2 separate regions of the Zea mays genome follow, and region 1 is linked to region 2. Evidence: chromatin contacts called from public Hi-C data. All regions are on one chromosome and are shown on one strand. Each heading gives the region's core, a stretch centred on a gene start, on an enhancer-like site or on the middle of the called end of the contact. The rest is flanking DNA. Distances are from core to core; before and after follow the strand shown. Region 1 holds the start of LOC100193150. Region 2 has its middle 41 kb from the start of LOC111590873.

What was found. A called contact is a pair of places that touch in the nucleus more often than the background predicts.
Region 1: a Hi-C map of leaf shows a contact between it and region 2, with 3 times the contacts expected there. The contact joins the promoter of LOC100193150 here to the enhancer-like site in region 2. A contact is called at or near these places in 5 of 25 Hi-C or Micro-C datasets (bundle sheath, ear, leaf and 1 more).

Annotation. Positions count from the first base shown.
Region 1 is chr2:72,645,816-72,650,913 of Zm-B73-REFERENCE-NAM-5.0, reverse strand. LOC100193150 reads left to right here and starts at 2,685. Exons shown (of 13, transcript NM_001358650.1): 1 at 2,685-2,803; 2 at 2,937-3,042; 3 at 3,730-3,855; 4 at 3,944-4,059. The coding sequence starts at 3,033.
Region 2 is chr2:72,537,897-72,543,815 of Zm-B73-REFERENCE-NAM-5.0, reverse strand. It overlaps the pseudogene LOC103646573. Among protein-coding and RNA genes, the nearest start is that of LOC111590873, 41 kb to the left of the region's middle. Within about 2 kb of position 2,240, at least 9 of the 20 cell types and tissues checked have an H3K27ac peak or open chromatin away from gene starts, as enhancers often do. A contact at or near this core is called in leaf, where this site is marked.

The DNA of each region.
Region 1 (5,098 bases), core at 1,436-3,935, 110 kb before region 2:
GTCAAAGTAGTTGTGTCCGGTAATGTATACATAAATCAACATAAATTGTCCATGCAATTCTCATAAAACATATATCCCTACTCACCAATTTTTTTGAAGTTTAGACTTCTATATTCATACTATTTTATGTGGACATATTATTTTATGAAAAATGCATGGATAGTTCAGGTTCAATTATGTATATATGTGTGATGTCTTTTCCAACATTGTATATATATATATATATATATATATATATATATATATATATATATATATATATATATATATATATATATATATATATATATATATGGAGCAAAAATTAATATTTTTGCACGGTCAAAGCAATGTTTATTATGGACTATGGACTTTAAACTTGTATGAAGGATTTGGTTTATGTTGTATTTTGATTGCATTTTCTACTTACATATATTTGTTATTTATGAATCCAGTGAATCATTTATGTGAAAAATATTTTTATGTAAAGTGTGGATGTTACACGGCAAATCAAAATCTTGCCAAAAAATTCGATTTTTCCTAACATGAGAAATGTTTTTGGTTCGAAACGACGTTTTTATCGAATTTCATTGATAAAACACCAAATTTTGTTTTTTTAATTTAAAATTCCATCTCGAGCGAATTTCACTCCAAATTTTGTTTTGGTTCTATTACAGGATTTACATTCAAAAACAAAATGGTTAACCTTGAGCCCCACCTGCCCACGTAGGTCATCGCCCCATGCGAAGCCCACGCCCTACACAGCCTCGAGCGCTCGTGCGTGTCTCCCACCGACTACAGGATACAAATGTGTGGATATTGACCTCGACAAAAATCTTATATGTCTACGTGAGCCACACGTCCATGCCAATGCGTGGACAATGGACCTCGACCAAAATCCTACATGTCTACATGAGCCACGCGCCCACGCCCTAGGCCCCGACCTAGGTGGCCTGTGATCTAAATCAGTCCCTGCATCCTACCTAGACACACGAAATGAGCATTAACTCCATTTTTTATCGTCACCAAATGAGATAGAAAGTATAAAGTAGAGTATGTATCATTATATTTTCTATCGCCCGACCAAAATCATGACACCATTACATCAACACCGAAGGTATCGAACCCATACGAAGTAGAAAACTCACTTGCATGGTCAACAAAACTGCATACTGTTTATCCAGTTTACCAAAATGTCTACAGAATATTTCTCATCTGTTATTTTAATATAAAAACGCTTTAAAGCACCACATTTTTATAGTTTGGAAAAAAATTTAAAACTCTACCTACCATGCCCATTAATAAAACCAACGGCTTTGAGAGCCCTGGGGTGCACTGTAGACATCACCAGGTAGATTCCCCAATCATCCCCGACACCTTGGACCGTGTCCCATCAATTTGGTACCACTTGCTCCTCCGTGTAATGCTCGAGCACGCGGCTTTGAGAGCGAGGCCATCTTCTCTCTTCAGCTGTCTGTCATCCTAAAAGCCAAGTTTGTAGTTCAGCAAAATCATTTGTTAGCGTGTGGTATTGAGAAATGTACTCGCGCTCATTCGTCAGGTTTGCACTGTAAACGTAGTTAACTTTGCCCTATTTCTGCCGAGTAGAGTTTGAGGCCTTCTCACACATAAATAATACTCCGTCTGTTTCAAAATAAAATTCGTTTTAGATATTTATTGAATTCACACAATACTTAATGTATGTGTTATATATATATATATTTATCTATTTAAATATAAATATAAAAATAAAAAACTAAATCGACTATTATTTTAGAACATATGGAGCACTCCATCCGTCCCAAAATAAAATTTGTTTTTAAAAAATTGATAGATTAATACAATACTTGATGTATGTGTTTTGTATATGTGTCTATCTTTATTATCATCAATTTGAATACAGACATAAAAACTAAGAGCTAAAACGACTATTATTTGGGAAAGAATGGAGTAAATGAATGCCTCTAATATGGTGATGAGAAGTCTTGCTTATGCTATAGCCAGCATATCATATTTTGTAGATATGGCCACGGTAGACACTATTTTGTACTATATATATTATACTCTACAAGTGTAATTTAAAATATAAGTTGAGATAAGTAAGGCTGGCTGTGGCTTTAGGATAGCTAGTGTATACATTGGATCTCAGGAAGGTGCTCAAGCATTCATCTACAACTACACTCGGTGTCGGTGTCACTGACTTCTAGACGGCAATTTTTACCTAACCCTCTGCGAAAAGAACAAGCACTTGCTTTCGCATTCAGATGGGGAGGAGTGACCAGTGATACTATGAATAATGGTTTCACTCGTCATCTCGACTCCCAGGTCAAGTCAAGCTATAAACAAAAACCAAAATGAGAAGGTAGAGCAGTTTAATAAGTCAGGATTGCACAAGTTGCTCGTTGCAGTATGAAAATCCCATGTGCACCTACACACTAATATCTTACTACAGTTGTTTATCCTCGCCAACAAACCCGTTCAGCTGCGCTTTTCGCTAATGAAATTCTGTGGATGGACGTGGACTAATAAACTCTAAGGGCTTGTTTGGGATCAAGGGTAATGGAGTGGATTGAGGGGGCTAGAATCCCCTACTACTTAATTTTAAATAGTGAGGGATTATAGCTCCCTCAATCCCCTCTATTACCCTTTGTTCCAAACAAGCCCTAAATCAGGGTACACAAGGGCCAGTCACTGTCTTGAATTGCAGAAGCAGCAGACTCAGGCACCAATATCTTCTCTCTCCCTCTCACCAATATGTTCTAAATCAGCAGAAGCAGCTGATCGATTTACTCACCAATATGTTCTCTCCCCCTCTCACCCTAGGGTATGCCCTGTCTGCCCTGCTGTATCCTCATCTGCGCTGCGGGAGCCAGTAAAGGGCACAGGAGGAGTTCTTGTGGCGTACTGCAGCTTCTCCTCGTCCTCCCTAACTCTTGTTTGTTAGCGGCTAATTTCAGAGCTTTTGTTGGCAACTGGGGGAACCATAGTGCGGGGGTTCCTCGCCCCCCTCTTTCCATGGGAGCTTAGAAGCTGTTGGATCTCTGCAAGTGACCATGAGCCAGAGTGAGTGTTTTTCTTGTGATTTCTCGTCGTTTATTTGGTGATTCTTGATTGCCGCGGCCAAGACATCATCTTTATTGTACTTCCTGGGGGTGGACCTAGGTAGGGCGATGAGAGCAGCGGTTCTTGTTTCTTGGCGGGGGCTCTTGATTGCTTCTGATGCTGCTAAGTGGATCCCACTACCCGATATAGGGAGAATAGAGAAAAGAAAACATCGGATTCTTTTGAGCGCTTGTGTTTCTTCAGTGATTGATGGAATAGGCAGGGCGTTTGTTAGATTCTTTTTGAGCTCATGCTCCACTCTGGCTCGAATTCGTCGTTGAGCTTTTGGTACAGCTGTAGCGGAATAACGGATGGGATGTTCGTACAAGCTCTTGGAAGCATAAATATGCCCTTTCCTACCGTATAAAGGTGCAAATCTTGGCAAGGTTCATGGCTTATGTTGGGGTTTCGACACTGCTGAGATCAGTACATTCCCTAGACGAGCTTGAAAACATCGGAATTTTTCTTTTTATAACTTTATACAATATACCTTTATATTGAGATGGGAATGATTTCTTTAACTAATCATATCCCATGATGAGGTTCATGTTAATGTTGAGAATTTATTGTGGTCCTATGGGGTTTAATAGAAAATTAAATACTGCCGCGCCTTATCGGCTTATCCTTTGGTACTCTGTCTGGCTGTAGGTTTTGACATCAACGTACTTCGTGAAGAAGCAAGGAGTAGGTGGTTAAAGCCTTCTGAAGTGTACTATATCTTGCAGAATCACGAGAGGTTCCCTATCACCCATGAGGCACCAAAGAAGCCACCCAGTAAAGCACATATATCCCTTAATTAGAGGAAATTATCTTACTTGTATAATTGTTCTTTTCTTTGACAACATATTTGATTGTTCTACAGGTGGTTCCCTATTCCTTTACAATCGTCGTGTCAATCGGTATTTCCGGAGAGATGGTCACACATGGCGGAGGAAGAAGGATGGAAGAACAGTTGGGGAGGCTCATGAACGACTGAAGGTTTATTTTAGAAGGCTCAGTATAGCAGCAAATCATTTCAGTTGTTTCCATATTTTTATCTGCGTCTTCTAGTTCAACAGTGGTTGTTAAGAATTTATGTTTCAATACTACAAAACTCGCTTTTTGGGCAAATCACCTTCTTGTCTACCATGACTTTTCCGCGGTGCAACATGTAAACTATCGACTTGGGACAAAGTTAAAACGACTTACTTGGTCAAACTATGTATTATGTCCATCTTAATTTCCATGATAGCCTGTCCCAGTGACCTTTACATATACCTATGATTTTACAAACAGCATTGCAAGCTTGACTATACCAAAAAACTGTTTCCATCTATGTTGTCTTATCATAATAGTCAATGAATGTGTTTTCATAGTGAAGACCAAAAATATAAATATTATATTCTGAGCATAGAAGGGCAGGCCTGGTGCAATGTTGAGAGCATTTTCGGTAAGTCAACGCCTCCGCAAATTCCGGGGGAAAGGCTTACCTCTATTTATCCCTTCCCCGGACCCTACATTCCCTAGACCCCACTCACGCGGGAGCCTCCGGCACTGGGTCTACACTTTTTATTATATTGTGAGCATGGGTGGCTAGGAGAACCTTTGGCAATTACTTTATGAAATTATGATGTACCTCCTATGTGACAGCCTGCAGCACAGTCATGACGCTCAGACTTTCATCTTTAATGGCACAAGTTTGAGTTTCATGGCTGCTACAGGTTGTCACAAATGAATGCATATTATGGCGCTCTGCTGGAGCAAAAGCGCTCTAGGAGCTTTTTTTGGTCGTTTGCTGGAATATAATACCCCTGGCACTTGGTAGGTTGATGGTTGCCTGATTGTTGACGGGACCTTTTTCTAGTTTTCTGTCTGTAGTGTGGTAGTGCGAGTGCGAGATCAGGTGTCACCAAATCAAGTCTGCAGTTTTTTTTGTCTGTCGATTAATATGATTTTTTCTTAGGAATTAAGAATTTTATAGGAATTTATAAAACTCAAATGAAAGTGGTACCTTTATCTCACTAGTTTGTTACAGATT
Region 2 (5,919 bases), core at 991-3,490:
CAATCGTAGAATCAAAAATACCCAACCTACAAGAGTGAACCATGCACTTAGTATAGTAACTCATGGCTCTGTTGAATCGCAAGCATATGATGACAATTTTGAAAACCAAATCAAATAATCTCACCGTCCATGGGCTTGTCCTCCTGCGCTAGCATATGCTACCTGAGGGTCGATTGGCTGGCTCCTCCAATCGTACTCCTCCCCATGGCGTTGAACCATCTCCTGCCCATACGAAGCCTGGAGGCAAACAATATCAAATATAAGTGCATAACCCCTATGCCATTGCAAACAATATCAAAAACATAATAGAGTATCAAAAACTCACTAGACGGTCGGTGGCCGTCTGAGTGCATAACACATCAGGATTCTGAGGATCAGAACCCCTATGCCCTTGCATATACACCTCCACATCCGTGGGCGTACGACCGGATTTGACTTCCTGTACATAAAAGTTATATTGACACATTTCTATGTAATTCAAAGTTACGACAAACTGTGACTTACCATTCGCTTAGCCAAGCGCACATGACCATCACCGCCGTAGTTGTGGAACGACTCAGTTCCACGGTTTCCCCTGTTCCTTTCGGAAATGGCACGAAACTCAGGGGAAGCCCACCATCTGCACAATGCCCGATAACCATCTGATCGGGTGGCCATCCACGGCACCGACACCTACATGAAATTTTTTAAATAAAGCAAGCAAATACATGGCTTCGTGCGATATGAGAGGCAACAACCTGTTTACCTCTAGGTATTGCTCCTCCGTCAAGTAAATTGATGACCACTCGTCCTTTGTATTTGGCATCGGTCGATCATCAGCATTTGCTCTGTACCATGCCTTTATAGCCTGAATTCGTGCATAGTACATTGCATCTGCAACGACATCGTTCGCGTTATACTCAAACACGTAACGAGCGTTCATATCATATGATCCATCGTCCGGCAACTTGTACCGTTTCTGCAAAAACCATAGTGTTATCATAAAAGCAAACATATATGGAATAACTAAAATAGTATAAACAAGTCATACCCAGAATGCATCCCAAACTAGTGCCTGTGTGTTGCCAAACGTTCTACAGACACCATAGCGATAATGCTCCCAAGTGGTGGCGGGGACAGACTCGCCAGTAGGAAAAGTCACAAGACCAGGCCAGTGCAGACGAACAAGATTACCAAGAACCATGTTCACCTGCCTGTAGTGTCCTGTGCCTGTGAACGAGTCGTCGATCCAAGTCCTGCAAACAGAAATCAATGTAGAAATTAAAACATAACTTTCAATAACATTTAAGCAAATATATGTCACTCACTTTCCACTAGGCTTTATCAAAACCCGAGATTCGGGTGGAAGCTCTGGAGGTGGTCCAACAAAATACAGCTTCCTCGTTCTCTTAACTCGAGAAGTTCCAGACCCAGCTGCAGAATCTCCACCAGCCCCAGAATCCTAATACATTAATACAAGCATACAATTCTAATCAAATACATTAATATAAGCATACAATTCTAATCAAATACATTAATACAAGCATACAATTTTAATAAACAATATTGTTAATTAAGTATACTCACTTAGCGGGCGTGGGGAGCCGGCCGGCGACGGGCGCACGGGGCCGGCGGCCGGAGCACGGGGCGGAGCACGGGGCGGCGGCCGGAGCACGGGCCGGAGCACTGGGCGGCGGCGGCCGGAGCACGGGGCGCCCTATCTCCGGCGGCGGCCGTCGACGGCGGGCGGGGCGGCGACGGAGCTGTGTGGGCGCGCGGCGGCGACAGAGAAACGGACGCGCGCTGGTGAAAATGAAACGGCGCGCGGGTCGGATCCGCGTTAAAACGCCTTACCTCCGACGGCTCTGTACGAGGCCGTCGGAGATAACCACTATTTCCGAGCGCCGGTTGTGGCCGTCGGACATAACCTTATCTCCGACGGCCTCGTACAGAGCCGTCGGAGATAAGGAGGCTGTCGGATGTTTGTTAGTTTACTGTAGTGAATACCGCAGCTTCGGACGCTGCAGATCCCATACACCAGACAGCCGATCCTTGGTAGCATGTCACGAATTAAAAAAAAAGAAGAAGAGCTGCACGATTATTTATTTACAGCTGGCTGGCTGGATGTAGGCTGTATAGAGATTTTTTTTTCTTCCTTCTGCATTTGAGCTCTTTGTGCGGCACCGTTAATCCCGTTCCCGTCCAAATCAGCACCCTCCAGACAAGCTAGCCATATGCCCATATCCATACGACGCGACTCGCGAGAGATCAGAGAGTTGACACGTCGTCTCCTCGTAAACGGACACAGGCTACTGGTACGCCCAGCCTCATCACAATAATAACAACAAAAAGACGATGTCGCCAGAGGACCAACAGGAAATTACCACTATACTATCACTTTTATGTCACGATGTGTTTGGCTAGCTGTTTGATTTCCGACCACAGTCGTGATACATAGCATTTTCCTTCGGCAATCTCTCCATCTTAGGGCATGTACAGTGGTGTTTAATGTAGGGGCTCTTAAGGTGTTTTAGGGGGTTATTTGCAAAAAAATCTTAGAGCCGTCTCTCCGTGAAGAGACGCATCTGGCTCGTAAACCAAGTAACAACAGACGCCTCACTTCCCACTGTACGAATTTGTTGTCTGTTCTATCGATCTGATGCTATACAAATACATTTAATTCTGTATTTATTAATAGACTACGTTTATAGACACTCCATTGTACAATAGAGTCTCTTAGTTATCTCCTGTGCTTGGAGAACCGTTTTGGTGTCTCTCCACTGTACATGCCCTTACGCGTCATAATTTTTTTTGTTAAACTTTAACATAAGTGTATCTTCAATTTTTTTTTAAGAAAACGCGTCTCTTCAGTTTTCTTCACCATATTTTTGTGGCGCGTCATTAGTTTCTCTACAATTAGATGTAGTACACTACGATATCATCAACCGAATAGTCGCGAGTGACTGACATCCTCTTCGCTGCATGCCTTTCATAATTCTGCTGCCATGATAGGAGTCTTCTATCAATCGCGCTCTATCGCCATATATAAACACAAAGGTTTCTAATTTGCGAAATCGCAGTCTGGAGTAGCCTCCAACTGTTCGAATAATTCAGCATTATTTATTTATTTATTTAATATATCATTCATAATGCAGCTTCTCCAGCCAAGTGTATTGCGTGCTTCACGCGTACAGTACAAAACTACAGATGTACTGGTAAGTCTCGCCGCCCGACCCCGAGCTCCAGCAAGCATAAAGACAGCGAGAGAGAGAGGGAGGAATCTTTTGTGACGACGAACGCAGGGTGGTCGTTTCCATGGGGAAGCTCGCGGCGAGGCTGCGGGCCTTCTCCAGGAACCGATGGCTGGTGCTGGTGGCCGCAATGTGGGTGCAGTCCATGGCCGGCATCGGCTACCTCTTCGGCGCCATCTCGCCGGTGCTCAAGGCCCGCCTCGGGTACAACCAGCGGCAGCTGGCCGCGCTGGCCGTCGCCAAGAACGTCGGCGGCTACGTCGGCGTCGTCGCTGGCACGCTCTCCGCCGCGCTGCCGGCGTGGGCGATGCTGCTCATGGGCGCGGCGCAGAACCTCCTCGGCTACGGATGGCTCTGGCTCATCGTCACCGGACAGGCGCCGCCGCTGCCGCTCTGGATGGTGAGCGACGTCCTCTGCTTGCTTGCGTTGCGTTGCGTTGGCTCTTTTTCTGGTTGCATCCTCTGCTGCTTGTGTTTGTGTTGCGCTGGTTCTTTCTGGTTGTTCTTTGATAAAATCGGAATCTTTTAGTTGTTGGCAAAAATGGATTTTTGGGTTTTTTTAGATAATGTAAATGTCCGGCTTTGACCTCAAAACGAGAGGCTAGGACCAACACTTACAAAAAAACAGTAGTCACATGGACTACAACGCCAAGGAGGGACAAACCTCCGACACACAGTATAGACACTCACCAAAACATAGAAAATAAAAATTATAATGACAATCTATTTATGAATCTTCAGCCATAGTACGCGAAGATCCATGATTCCACACAAAATCAGGGAACCTTTAGACTTATTTGGGAGCAAGAGTGTTGGAGGGAATCGAGGGTTTAAAATATTCAAAATCAAATAGTAAGATCTTTTAGCCCTGCTCATCATCTCACCATTTCCGCATGCTCAAACGAACGGAGCAAGGCAAAGATACATAGAACTGATTCTTCGTTTGTTTCGTTATTATCCCTCAGATGTGCGTCCTTATATTCGTCGGGAACAACAGCGCCACGTACTTCAACACGGCGTCGCTGGTGACATGCGTCCAGAACTTCCCGGCGAGCAGGGGCCCGATGGTGGGCATCCTGAAGGGGTTCCTGGGCCTGACAAGCGCCATCCTGACGCAAGTCTACGCGGTGACGCGCGCGACAGACCAGGCCTCGCTCATCCTGATCATCGCCGTCGGCCCGTCGCTGGTCGCCGTTGCCGTGATGCTCGTCGTCCGGCCGGTCGGAGGCCACCTGCAGGCGCGTGCATCCGACAGGGTCAGCTTCGTGTTCGTCTACGCCGTGTGCCTGCTCCTCGCCTCGTACCTCGCCGGCGTCAAGCTGGTCCAAGACTTCCTGCAGCTGTCTGACGGCGTGGTCGTTTCTCTCACCGTGGTTCTGCTCGTCCTCCTTGTCTCGCCGGTTGCGGTCCCTGTGGCCTTGACGCTGACGCCGGAAGCCGAGTGTCCGATCCGGGAGGCCCTCCTGTCGTCGTCTGAACCACTGACGGGAGAGGGGAACGCTTCGCAAGAATCGCCTCCATGCGCATCTGAGAGCGGGGGCAGGCCGGCACCGTACCTGGGGGAGAACTTCACCATGATGGAGGCACTGGTGAAGGCTGACTTTTGGCTGATCTGGGTGTCGTTTTTGCTTGGGTCGGGATCAGGGCTGACGGTGATGGACAATCTGGGCCAGATGAGCCAGGCTCTTGGGTTCGAGGATGCGCATATCTTCGTGTCGTTGACGAGCATATGGAACTTCCTTGGTCGTATTGGAGGTGGCTACTTCTCTGAGATCATTGCCACGTATCGACCCTAAGCTATATATGCACATTACGATTTAATTATCAACACTTTTAGTCAACACAAAATTTCACAGTAAAGTTTTTTGTTTACATCAGTAGGCACATTATTTCGCTTCCATTCTGACGTTCGGGGCAGGATTTCTCTGATCATGCTATGATATTTGAATTTCAAACTATGGAGTTTGCTCAAGATGGCAAATAAGGGCTTGTTTGATAGAGTTATGCTGCTTGATTCTCTAACTTCGAGACCTGATTATTTAATAGAGTAATTCTAAATTATTTTCTAGTAGAAGTAAATCTATCTGACGAAAAATGTTTGTCAAATAATGTGTGAAGTGATTTTTGAAGGGTTGGAGAGTGGGGGTAGGTTCATTAATAAGTTGTGAAGAATTTAACCATAGGTAATCTCTTAACCATTCCATCAAATAAGTGGAGGATTCATTAAATTGTGAAACGTTGCCCTGCCATAATGTAATGTGTTTCCAATGCCAATAAAAAGTAACCCATCCAATGGTATTTAACATCCAGAAAACTGCCAAATAAAACGCGTCCCAAACAGAAATATCACAAGTACCGCCGCACCCTGGGCCGTCGCAAAGAAAACTATACCCGAAATCCTTTTTATACGACATTAATTTGGAACCTCGTGCATCTAAAGCACCCTTTACTAAAATCAATGTAGTTGTATGCAAACCTAGAGCAATAGCATGATGAACCAAGAAATGCCCGGGTCCTATTGTTAATAAAAGCGAATTACTAGGGAGCGGTGTGAAGTAGTTTTTTTTTTGCTCCCACTCTAGTACAAAATAGTGACTAGATTCACTCCACTCCTACCATAGAGTAGTTTACTTTTTTGCCGTTCGGCTGTGTGAGAGTGATTCTCGCTGGGAGTGGAGTCGTGTGAGCT